2 separate regions of the Mus musculus genome follow, and region 2 is linked to region 1. The links are chromatin contacts, called in public HiChIP or PLAC-seq maps. All regions are on one chromosome and are shown on one strand. Each heading gives the region's core, a stretch centred on a gene start, on an enhancer-like site or on the middle of the called end of the contact. The rest is flanking DNA. Distances are from core to core; before and after follow the strand shown. Region 1 has its middle 20 kb from the start of Gm52200. Region 2 overlaps Rarg (retinoic acid receptor, gamma).

Evidence for each region. HiChIP or PLAC-seq counts read pairs in DNA pulled down with a chosen protein or histone mark.
Region 2: a contact with region 1 is called in an HNF4G HiChIP or PLAC-seq map of pancreatic cancer cells. The contact joins two enhancer-like sites. A contact is called at or near these places in 2 of 115 datasets of contacts at active chromatin or transcription factors (T-cell acute lymphoblastic leukemia and pancreatic cancer cells).

What each region holds. Positions count from the first base shown.
Region 1 is chr15:101,335,190-101,341,707 of GRCm38.p6, forward strand. No RefSeq gene overlaps it. Among named protein-coding and RNA genes, the nearest start is that of Gm52200, 20 kb to the left of the region's middle. Within about 2 kb of position 1,707, at least 94 of the 459 cell types and tissues checked have an H3K27ac peak or open chromatin away from gene starts, as enhancers often do. A contact at or near this core is called in pancreatic cancer cells, where this site is marked.
Region 2 is chr15:102,234,821-102,240,939 of GRCm38.p6, forward strand. Rarg (retinoic acid receptor, gamma) reads right to left here. Exons shown (of 10, transcript NM_011244.4): 6 at 5,308-5,468; 7 at 5,038-5,214; 8 at 4,570-4,774; 9 at 3,985-4,143; 10 at 118-1,403. The coding sequence ends at 1,204. Among named protein-coding and RNA genes, the nearest start is that of Itgb7, 5.9 kb to the left of the region's middle. Within about 2 kb of position 4,566, at least 40 of the 459 cell types and tissues checked have an H3K27ac peak or open chromatin away from gene starts, as enhancers often do. A contact at or near this core is called in pancreatic cancer cells, where this site is marked.

The DNA.
Region 1 (6,518 bases), core at 457-2,956:
GGCTTTGGCTAGGGAATAGCTGACTGACTTAAAAAAAAAAAAAGATTGGCTTGTATGAATGCTTTGCCTGTAGTAGGTATGTACACCGTGTGTGTGGCTAGTGCCCATGAAAGTCAGAAGAGGACCTTGAGTCCCTTGGAACTAAAGTTAGTTATGAGCCACCATATGGGTGTTGGGAGCCAGGCATGGGTCTTCTGTAAGAGCAACAAATGTTTTTAACCATTGAGGTACCTCTCCAGCTCCTCCCCACTTAAAAAAAGAGATTTATTTATTTATTATTATATCTAAGTACACTGTAGCTGTCTTCAGACACACCAGAAGAGGGCATCAGATCCCATTACGAATGGTTGTGAGCCACCATGTGGTTGCTGGGACTTGAACTCAGGACCTTCGGAAGAGCACTCAGTGCTCTTAACCACTGAGCCATCTCTCCAGCCCAGCCTCTCCCTTTTTTAAATTAAAAGATTTCTATTATATTTATCATTGTTGTTATTGTTAGTGTGTGTGTGTATGTAGCTCAGGAGATACATTTTGGGAGTTGTTTTTTCCTCCCACCATGGGCTTTAGGACTTGAGGCTCCATCTTGCTGGCCTAGATTGCTCAGCATTTTGAAATACAGTTGCCAGATGTCGGGGGTTGGGTGGGAGGTGGGGGTGGAAGGGTGGGTGGGGTAGAGGGATGGGGGATGGGGGTAAGAAACCCATGAGAACCAAGGCCACAGGATTGGGGGATATCAAGGGTGTGTGTGTGTGTGTGTGTGTGTATGTGTGTATCCATGCACACATGCATGGGAGAATATGTAGACCTCTGTGTGTGTGAATGGGAAACTGGGAAGGCCCAGGGCTGAGGTGCTGGCTGATCGCTTATAAAGTTCTCTTTGTTCACACAGAGTTTGGATCTGCTTATCTGAGAGGTGTTGGAGGGTCTAGGGCCAGGACCCAAAGGACCTATGGGGAAGACCTGTCAGGGTTGTGTGTGAGGGTGGGGGAAGGAGGAGCCTCACTAGTGAGTTTGAAGTGGATGAGGGTCAGGGATCAGTACTGGCCGCCTCCTGGGCAAAAGGTTTCCCTGAGCCATAGTAGGGTAGTGGAGACATCGTGGCTAGTGTGGTGGGTGAGTAGGGGGCAGTGAGGGTGGAGACTAAGAACCTTGGCAGGTAAGAGGGTAGAGGTCAAGGAATGCCTTTGTAAGCTCCTGTATTCATCCTTCCCACCTCCCGACCAGCAGGAACTGTCTAATGAGTGATTGATGAGGGTGGTGGGACCAGGGGAGGCTCTCTGGGACTGGGGTACAGGTAGCATCCTCCTTCTTGTGCTGAGACTCTCAGGTCCATAGCAGCCTGCAAGGGGAGGTTCCATTTCAGCTTTGGGAAGCTCCTTCCTTGTCCCGGGCGCGGTGCCCTGGAATGCTGTGCTCAGATGTGGCGGCACCGCCCGCGTCGCGTCCAGTCCCGTCCTGTCCCGTCCCATCTTGCCCAGTCTGGGCCGCCCTGAGCAGCCTCCCTGCCCAGGCACGCGGACCACCGCAGGTGGATACCAGGTGTCTACAGGAACAGAGGTTGCAAGCTCCGCCCCGGGACCTGCCCTCTGCCATGCCCCCACAGGGGTACCTGAGGCTTAGCACCCCGACTCTGTCAGGGTCTCTGGCTCACTGTTTTAGTTGGTGGCTTCTCTATGGGAAGGAATCCTGGAGGCATGAGTCATGCCCTTACTGCTTTTGAAGCCTCCCATATTTCCGGCCTCAGTTTCTTCCTGTTAAGAGGGTCACGATCCTGGCTGCGGTTGTGCTAATCAGGAGAAAAAAGGCTTGTCTGTGCTTCCGTCCATGCTCAGCTCCTTACAAAGGGTCCTTTCGTAGTGTCTTAATCCTCCTTCCTTCCGTGGGCTGTGGTTTTCAGGCTGGGGGTAGAGAACTGGACTGTATTGAAACAGAAACCTTGGTCTGTGCTGGTAAGCTGGTCTGGCCTTTCCTATCTGGAGGCTCTAAAAGGAAGCTGGGAGCAGGCTAGAGGGGCCTGAGGAATGCTTACCCAGGCCCCTGCTTTTCTCTGCTCTTGGCCTGCAGGGCTGAGCCAGAGTGGCTATGGGCAGGCACCCACCAGGCCTTTGGAGGTAGAGACTCAAACTAAAGAGCAATCTTAGGTAGCATAGTGTGGTGGCCAGAGGGGAGCACAAATGTTATCTTCATTTGACAGCTGGGTAAACTGAGGCTGGAGTTCCTCCAGGTAGGGGCCTGAACTAGATCCTGTGCCAGTACTGTTCCCTATTTCTGTCTCCCATGGTAGGCAGGTGTAATGTCATTACCCAGATCCATGGCTGGCTGCGATAATGCTTCCCCCTGATCCACCAACCTGCTGGGAAGTTCCAGAAGGGACTCTGTTATTTCTCAGGTTGGCCCTGGAGAGCTGCTCCTTCCAGGAGAGGGAGTTCCATGAATTTAGGGTACATGGCCCCTCTCCCCATTTTTCTCCCATTTCACCAGCTGGGCAGTGTACTTAACAAAGCTCAGAGGGAGAGGTCTACCTTTGTCTGCTAATGGGGTTTGGTCAGCCTGCTTCTACTGCTTCTAAGCTGTGTGGCTTAGGCCCTTTCTCTGCCTGGCCTTCAGATTCTCTCTTAAGATGAGCAGGCAGGGTACACTCATGGTTCTGGGATGTCACCCCTCGAAGGAGGGCTGTGCCCTAGAGTTAAGGTGAGGTTGCCCAGTTAAGGTGAGGTGGCCTTGCTCATTTATAGAGGGAGATGGACCAATGAGGGTAGTACTGGCTATCTTGTGGTCCGTTTACTTCAGAGGACAGATGAAGAGGTGCTGGGCATGCCATCATGCCTGTCAGAGCATTAGGGGAGGGTCTCCGACAAGTCATTTGGGACCTGGTGTGTTGGGAGTGTTGTGACTGATATAAAGCCTCCAGGGGGTGGCCTTGAAGCCCCATAGACCTTGTGACTGGCTTGATGGCTCTGTGGCTCTGTGTCAGCACATGAACCATGGTCCTTTTCCTCTTGACACAGGACAAAGAACTCCTTTCCTCTGCCATAGGCCATAGGGTATTGGGAGGATATGTGCTTGGACCCCAGAGCTTTGCTTCAACAGAGCTATGGTCTTAGCATATGCAGCTTGTGCAAACAGGGAGGGGGTGAGCAGGCCGTAGAGTCCTCAGGAGAACCCTATGCTCCCCAAGTCTCACACCAAGGCCACAATGTATCCTAGGCTCCCCAAGTCTCACGCCAAGGCCACAATGTATCAAAGTAAAGCCTTTTGTGGCCTAGGGATTAAATGATCCCTAAGCTGTCTAGTTTGCACTCCTTGTCTGTGACCAAGAGGAAGTGGAGGCAGCAGGAATGCTAGAATCCAGCCAGGTCCTGTCCCAACAGGCACCAGAGGGTTGGGCTTCATGGGCTCTAAGCACAGCGGTAGCTAAGCAGCCTCAATAAACAGTGGAAACACACAAGTGCCCCCAGTGTGTGCGTGCTCCTGGTCACGTGTATACCTAGGTTGAGGCCACAGTGTTTCAAATCATAGATAGGGACCATTCTTGTCCCTTTCCAATCCTGTCACAAACAGGCCTGGGATGTGTTCTGTCAGTCACAGAACATTTGTGCTGTACCTGGCCAACCACACACATTATCCTCTTCAGTCCCTATAGCCCTGGATGCAGGTAACCTTAGTACCCATTTTCAAAGATGGGGAAACTGAGACTCTGAAAGTTGTACAAGCCCAAGGGCAAGGGCAAGGGCAAAATCAGGCTTCAAATTTAGTTCCGTCTCACTGTGGAATCATTTCAGCACTTTTGGGATGTGTGCATGTGAGCAGTGACCAGGGTATGTGCACACATTTGCAGAGATGGTTGCTATGCTGGTGGCCGGTGTCTGTAGGATGCCTCCATTAAGATGTATACACTTATATGACCCATAAAGCCCAAATGCATATGTTTGTGTATGCGTGTGTATACATGTGTGCAATGCATGTCTATATTCACTAGTGCAAATGTGTGATGTGTGTGTACTGTGCCATGTGGTTCTCTCAACCTCCCTGTCAGCCCATGTGCCTTCTCTCCCTTCTTGGCTCTGGACACAAGTGGAATACCTTAATATGTTTCATGGAAGGACTATCAGGCTGGTGCCACATGGGTTTGTGACAGCCTTGTAGACGGCACAGGAGCCTTCGGGAGTCCACAGCTTGGGCAAGAAATGCCAGATGTGAAGAAGAAAGGGGGTTTCTCAACCTCCAACCAGGGACAGAGATCTGTAATAGACTCCATTAAGGAGCCCTGAACCTGGCCCCTTTATTTCTCTCTTAGGGTTCAACCTCAGAACTTGGGACAATTCTCCTATGACCCTACAGGGGGCCCAGAGTCAGGGCACCTGTGGCTCTCAGCACAGATCTCTGCCAGGCAATCCACCTCTGTACTGGAGGCAGTGGAGGGGAGAAGGGAACCCCAAATGGTGCTAAGCCTCTTCTGTGGCTCACATAAGTAGGGTGTTGTCCCAGTCCCTAAGGTAAGGGCTCACTGTTCAGTGTGCTGGTATAGATGTGACAATGGACAGCAGGGGGCGCTCGGAGCCTGCAGATTGTAGATAGAGCCACAAAGGAAGGCAGGTGAAAGGAGGGTAGGACTGGCTCTGTGCTGTGTGTGTTTGTGTTGTGTGTGTGTGTGTGTGTGTGCTGTGTATGTGTGTGTGAGAGAAAGAGAGAGAAAGACAGAGACAGAGAGAGACACAGAGAGAGAGACAAAGGGACACAGATGTGTGCGTGTGTGCGTGTGTGTGTGTGTGTGTGTGTGTGTATGTGTGTGAGAGAGAAACAGAGAGAGACAGAGAGAAAAAGGGGGAGGGGAGGGAGAGGGGGAGGGGGAAGAGGGAGGAAGAGAGAGACACAGATGTGTGTGCACGTGTGTGTATGTGTTGTGTGTGTGTGTGTGTGTGTGTGTGTGTGAAAGACAGACAGAGAGACAGAGACAGAGAGACAGAGACTGAGTGACTTCTCTGTGTCTTAGCTGTGCTGACCCTAAAGTCTGGGAGTTGGGGTGTTTGTACCTTGGCTCTGTTTGCTTTCCTTTGGGCAGAAATTAAGTGGCTACTGTGACAGCCATCAGACTCAGATATCTTAGCAGACACCCTGAAAGCTTAAAAAAAAAATGGAAGCAAGCCAGCAGAGGAGGGGTGATCTTTTATTTCTGAGCAGAGGCTCTGGCAAGGGACCTGGAGACATCACCCACATTCCTCCTAGGACAGCTGTGTAACCCTTGCCCTTTCCCCTGCAGATCCAGAGTCGGATACCTTGTCAGAATGTCATATAGCCTTTGATATTCAGCCGTGCTTTCTCTAGTCCCATGCCTTCAAGTCCAGAAAGCACCACAGGTTCTCCCTGCTCGAGCCTGCCTCCTTCAGTTCTAGGGTGACTTTCTGGGCTTCCTAATCCCCAGAGAGTGACAGGTGTTCCCCTTTCTCTTTTGTGTCTTAGCCAACCCCCCATTAGCTCTCTGTGGGAAATCCCAAGTGTGGTTTCTCCTTTAAAATGCTTTTTTATCAGCACACATTAATCATACATAACGATGGGTTTCATCACATTTTCACACATGTATTGATTTTGATTATATTTTTCTTCTCAGGTAGCTTCCCTTCCACTTCCAGATCACCTCCCCTTTTATGAGCCAGGGTTTCACTGTGTAGCCTCGGTTGGCCTGGAACTAGCTATCTAGACCAGGCTGGTCTCAACACAAAGATTGCCTCTGCCTCCCTAGTGCTGAGATGGAGGGCATGTGACATCACATCCAGGTTTATGACGGGATCTTGAGGGGCCTAATCCTATGCTGTCTCTGTGCAGGTAGCCAGTCACAGCTGGTGTGAGTTCATAAGCACAGCAGCCACGTCACGCCAGGAAGTCAGCACCTCACCCCAATTCCCCAACTTCCCCAGGCTCTTACGTTCCTTCTACTTCTTCCCCCCCCCCAAGATGTTCCCTGGGCTTCGGAAGGATGTTCCCTGGGGTCTGGATGATACAGACGTCCCATTTATGCATGGGTATCCGATGGTCATTTCTTCTCTCTGTTCTTGACCAGGCATCAATCTTCACAACTATGGCTGATCATTGCAAAAAGAAGCTTCTCTGACTAGAGTGGACAGGAGCAGTATTCTCTGGGCACAGATGTAGTTATTTAGATGGCCATTCTTGGGCACACCATGTCCATTTAGCAAACCAACAGCAATGGTTTCTCTACTAGAGTCTATGACTTCTTTGGCCACAGGCTTCTGACTGAGTTTTCGGTACCAGATGTAAATTCTCTCATGTGGAGTGGGCACCAGGTCCGATCTAGCACGGCCCCTTATTTTGTCTGGATACCAACCAAAGCACAAGAAAGAGATCAGCATGATCCCTTATTTTGTCTAAAGCAAAAGAAAGGGATCCAGGGAACAGGGGCAGTGGAGTTGCAGACAGTTGGGTGGTTTCTTGGAATGGGGTGTCCATGGGGGGTGGTGGTGATGTTACTCTAGACCTGATGCTGAGGAAGCAGATGAGCA
Region 2 (6,119 bases), core at 3,316-5,815, 900 kb after region 1:
CAGTATTCTGCTTCCCCAAGAAAACTACAAAGTTCGTTAGCAGCTCCACCACTGGGCCCAGTTCCTCCTCCAGGTCTGCAGGTCACCTCTCCAACTTTAGAGGGATCCACACCCGGATTGAGTTTCCATCACTTTATTTTGCAAAAATAGAAAACTCAGCAATATGCGAACAGCGGGGTAGGAGATGTAAACAGAGGGGAGGGGACAGCACCCTAACCCCCCAGAGAAATGGGGGAGCCTGCAGGAATCTTATTTGGCAGCTAAATATAAACTGGGGGCTTGGGGAAAGAAAGGAAGGGGTCACAGAGGCCCTGGGCTCCCCCTCCCAAGACCCCTGGAGGAAGGGGTCATTTCCAGGGTGTAAACAAAAGCTAATAAATAAATAGAGGCTTCCTCTGGGTCAAGGTGGGATCAGCTAAGCAGCATCTCCCCTCCCCGGGGCCAAGCTGCTCTGGGGGGATCAAGGGTAGAAGGCACTAGGAGAGGGACCCCTGGCCCCTCTGTAGTGTAGGAGGGCCCTGCCTGATGGCTGAGATGAGGGCGGGAGGCCAAGGCACGAGACAGAAGTAAGGGAGAGGCTTATATAATGGAGGGCCCAGGATGAGTGCTGTACTTCAGCAGAGGTACAGACGGGCTCGGGCTCACATTCTCCCTTCCCCCTCAGGCCCCACCCTAGAAACGCAGGCCCCAGCCTGCCCCTACACCCGGCAGGAGGATTAGGATGGGGCACCGGGGGCACTGAGCGCGGCAGATTCATCACACAGAGTCAGGCGCTCAGGGTGGGGCACAAGGGTGGGCTCAGCCCTCCCTCGGGGGGGGCCCCCCTTTTGGTCTCTAGTGTTCCTGTTTGCTCCCAGAGGCCCAAGCACCTGGCAGAGGAAAAGGCTATGGGAAGGCGGGGCTTCCTCTTGCGTCGGGAGCCTGTGGCCTGAATCCGAAAGGCAGTGCTGAGATTTTAGAGTCTAGACCCAGGCTCGCCCCTTCTCCAGCTCTTCTGGTAGGTGTGCAGCAGTCCCGCGGGACTGTAGAGGGAGCCAGTTAGAACAGGACAGGGATGAACACAGGCACCCCTAGAAACTTTGGCAAAATAACGAGCTCATTAAAAGGGTGGAGAGTGGGCGGGGCAGGTCCTCCCCCAGTCACTGGCGGTATCTGGGAAATGGTCAGTCTGCTGCCTGGGGCCCAACCCCACAACGGGGTAGGTCAGGGCCCCTGGTCAGGTTGGGGACTTTGGCCCCTTTTGCCCTGGCCCCCTGGAGCTTCGTCCTCACTGGAAGCCTTGGGGTGGGGGCCAGGCTTCGAGGAGTCGTCCTCAAACATCTCCGGGTTCTCCAGCATCTCTCGGATCAGGGGTGGCATCGGGCCTGGAATCTCCATCTTCAGGGTTATAGCCCTTTCTGCTCCTACAGAGAGACACGAAGAGGATTGGGAGAGCAGAAGTGCGCAGAGGATCAGAAACGCATGGGTGCAGGTCCTCCCAGGTGCTCCTAGCTCAGACCTGTCACTTCTGGGTACTGACTTCACCCTCTCCCTTCTCCTGTGGTGCTCCCTAGGTGCTCCAGCCCTGCCTTGAACTTCACCTAACCTGCACTGCCTGTCTCCATTTTTCAAGCTTCCTCTTTGCTGTTTTTAGAGACAGGAGCCCTGGCTAGCTCAGACCTCTGTCATGTGACCCAAAACCTGCAGCCATTCTTGGGGGTCAGAGGTACAGTCTAAAGCATGCAGCTTCATTTCTTGTCCCATTCTTCCTTTCTTTTTTCCTTTTTCCTTTTTTTAAAAAGATTTATTTATATGTAAGTACACTGTCACTGTCTTCAGACACACCAGAAGAAGGCATCAGATCCCATTACAGTTGGTTGTGAGCCACCATGTGGTTGCTGGGAATTGAACTCAGGACCTCTGGAAGAGCAGTCAGTGCTCTTAACTGCTGAGCCATCTCTCCAGCCCAAGAACAGATTTTTTTTTAAGATGGAATCTTGCTATATTACTCTGGCCCAGCCTTGAACTTGAACTTGCAGCAATCCTCCTGCCTCTTCTTTCTATGTGTTACAACTATGTGCCCAACTCTCAGGGTGTCTTTTTATGGATTTATTTACTTATATATATGGGTGTCTTGTGTACATGTATGTGTGCACACTGAAGAGGGTACTGGATCCCATGGGGCTACAGTGATAGATGGTTGTGAGCCACCATAAGGGTGCTGGGAATTGAACTCATGACCTCCAGAAGAAATGCCAGTGCTCTTAGCACCTGAGCCATCTCTCCAGCCCTTTTGGTATCTTTTCTTCCTTCCTTCCTTTTTTTGTTGTTGTTGTTGTTGTTGTTGTTTTGTTTTCTGGTTTGTTTGTTTTTTAAAGCAGGGCTTCTCAGTGTAGTCCCGGTTGTCCTGGGACTCACTGTGTAAACCATGCTGGTCTTGAACTCACAGAGATCCCCGCCAACCCCCACCCCTGCCTCTGCCTCCTGGGTGCTTAGATCAAAGGCATGCACCACCATGTTCAACATCCTTTCAAAACTGTGGGTCTGTGAGATGGCAGACGGCTCAGTGTACAATGTGCTGACACAAGTACAAGCCTGACAACCTGACTTTGATCCAAGAACCTATATAAAGCTGAAAGGAGAGATTCAACTGTACATAGTTGCCTTCTGACCTCTGCACAAAATGTGAAACAGAGTGAGTGACCCCCCCCCAATCTCTACATCATGCAATGACAAGAACAACCCATATGCAATCAAACAATCAATCAATCGATCAATAAACATAAAATATTTCTTTTTTTTTCTTTTTTTTTTTTTTTGTTGTTTTTCAAAATAGAGTTTCTCTATGTAGCCCTGGCTGTCCTGGAACTCACTCTGTAGACCAGGCTGGCCTTGAACTCAGAAGTCTGCCTGCCTCTGCCTCCCAAGTGCTGGGATTAAAGGTGTGCGCCACCACTGCCTGGCTTGTTTTTGTTTTCAAGACAGGGTTTCTCTGTGTAGCTTTGGCTGTTCTGGAAGACTAGGCTGGCTTCGAACTCACAGATGCCTGCCTGCCTCTACCTCCTGGGGGTTAGTTGTAAAATATTTTTTTGAAGATGTACAGCTCTGTTACCCAGTATGGCAGCCAGACTTTAACATCCAGAGCTTTCCAGCTGTTGCAAGGCAGGATCTTAATAATGTTTATGGCAATGTTTATCAAATATTCATGATGTTACACTGTGATGGTGGAAATGTCCAGCTATCCTTGAACTCATGAACTCAAAGTAAACCTCCGGCCTCAGCCTCCCTCATACTGAAATGACATGCATGGACCACCCACCATGCATGGCTCTTAATCTCATCTCAAAGTATACAAGGTAGTGTAGTCACTTAGTCCTTACAATAAGCTTCTGAGGTAGCATATCTAACCAGGCAGTGGTGGCACACACCTTTAATCCCAGCACTTGGGAGGCAGAGGCAAGTGGATCTCTGAGTTCGAGACCAGCCTGGTCTACAGAGTGAGTTCCAGGACAGCCAAGGGTACTCCGAGAAACCCGGTTTCAAAAAAACCAAAAATGTTTAGCCTTAGTTTCCAGACAGAAAAAAAAATAAGGCATAAAAAAGTAAAGGAAGGGCTGGAGAGATGGCTCAGTGGTTAAGAGCACTGACTGCTCTTCCGGAGGTCCTGAATTCAATTCCCAGCAACCACATGGTGGCTCACAACCATCCGTAATGAGATCTGATGCCTTCTTCTGGTGTGTCTGAAGACAGCTACAGGGTACTTACATATAATAAATAAATAAATGATAAAAAGTAAAGGAAGCTAGGTTGTCAGATAGCATTTGCCTAGTTTATGGATGGTACAAGGTTCCTCTCCGAGCAACACACACAAACACACACACACCAGGACTCCATGGAGGTTGCTGGATTCTCGGTTCCTCTCTCCCCCTGCCTGTGCCTGTCCACCTGTGTGACTCAGGAGACCTGCAGATCTGGGGAGGGAGAGAGAGTTGACTCAGAACTAACCCTTAGTGCTGATGCCCCGGAGGTCGGTGATTTTCATCAGCATCCTTGGGAACATGTAGGGTTGGCTGGGTCTCCGTCGCCGGGCATAGAGCCTCAGGGCTTCCAGCAGGGGCTCCTGCAGCTTGTCCACCTTCTCGGGCTCTTCCAGGTCCATTCGGTCTACACAAGGAGATTGGATGAGGCACGGTAGGACACAGTGACAGGCGGCTGACGCCTGACAGACCTTACTTGGAGGGCCTCAAAGCTATCTCATCCACTCTTTACTCCTGTCACTTAGCCCTCCAGGTTAGCTCCCCTGACATAAGGCCCTGTGTTTACTCCTCAGCAATGATGCTGCTCTAGAATATCACTCCCATTAAATTCCTATCTCAGCACTGTATCCAGGGCTTCTGCGTTCTCCGGACTCTGCCTCCTTCTTTTTCCCTTAGCCTGGTTAGCCAGAAAGACTATACATAAGCTGAGAAGTCTGTAGGAACAATTCCCAGGGAAAAAGACGACCTGCCACCTGGTCAGAGTGGGGATAGGGTCTGGATAGAGTCTGGTGGGAGAGGGAGCCCATGTAGACACCAGGGGGCGCCCCCGCACCTCCACAGATGAGGCAGATAGCACTAAGTAGCCCAGTCTCGGTGTCATCCATCTCCAGGGGCAGCAGCTGCCCGGCAAAGGCAAAGACGAGGTCTGTAAGGGGCCCAAAGCCAGCATTGTGCATCTGGGTTCGGTTCAGGGTCAGCCCATCCGAGAATGTCATAGTGTCCTGCTCTGGGGTATACCTTGTACAGATCCGCAGCATCTGGAGGGTGGGGGTAAGGAAAACGGTTAGTACTGCTCCTGAGGAAGGATTCCTAAGTGAGTTTGGTTCCCAGTAAGGAAAGCCTGAACTGGAGGAGTAAGGCGGAGAGGTGGGACTCTTGAGATTGGAAAGGGGAGGCTAGGCAAACCAGGAGGGAACTGCTAAGACAAAAAGAGCTTAGGTGGAGGAGAGGGCTAAAGGGTGTGGTGGGGGTGGTGGTGGAAAAGGGTCAGAGTGGTCCAGAACTCATCTGCCTAACTCACTAGGATGTCCAGACAAGCAGCCTTGAGCAGCGTGATCTGGTCGGCAATGCTGAGCCCTGTAAAACCAGGCAGCCGCTTCGCAAACTCCACAATCTTGATGATGCATTTGGTGGCCAGCTCGCTGAACTTGTCCCACAGCCCCAGGTCCAGCTGCACCCGGTGATCTGCACTGGAGTTCTGCAGGGGTGAAGTGAGCCGTGAAGGCTTCCCTGGGCACTCTCCCCACTGCCCGTTCCTGAGGCCCTCACCCAGACTCTGCCCACTCCTCACCGTGGTGTACTTGCCCAGCTGGCAGAGTGAGGGAAAAGTCTCCTGGTGGGCTTTGCTGACCTTGGTGATGAGTTCCTCTAACTGTGGACTCAGTTCATAGCTGTCGGGCGAGCCCTCCTCTTTTACCTCCTTTTTCTTCTTGTTTCGATCGTTCCTTACAGCTTGGGGTTGGAGGCAAAGAGAAGGATCAGGATCCTCAGGACCCTCCTGTTTTTTCTTTTCTTTCTTTCTTTTTTTTTTTTTTTTTTTTTTTTGGTTTTTTGAGTCAGGGTTTCTCTGTATAGCCCTGGCTGTCCTGGAACTCACTTTGTAGACCAGGCTGGCCTTGAACTCAGAAATCCGCCTGCCTCTGCCTCCCGAGTGCTGGGATTAAAGGCGTGTGCCACCACGCCCGGCTCAGATTCTCCTGATGGGCGTCTTCTCTCATCCTAGCTTAATGGGCTCAGTTCTCTTTAAGAATACGTATTAGTGCCTTAGTTTCCCTCTCTGCTACATAATCTCCTATTTCCAGGCTGGTTTGCCCCAGCCCCACCCAGAGCCTACAGCCATGCTCCCTCCCCAGGCCAATTCGGCTCCATCCTGCCCTTCCGGTTGCCCTGCAGGAGCTGGGGGTTGGAGGGGGGCAGGATATGCAGGCAGGATATCCACTTATAGCCTTGGCAGCACAATGGTGGGGGGGGGGAGTGGAAAGGAGGGGCCAGCTCAGAGCCATCTCAGGATCTGTCCTGTGAAAGAACAGGAGAGGGAAGGGATGAGCCCAACCCTCCTGCTCCACCAAACAGAAGCTACAGGGTGAAGAGAGCTAATCTAAT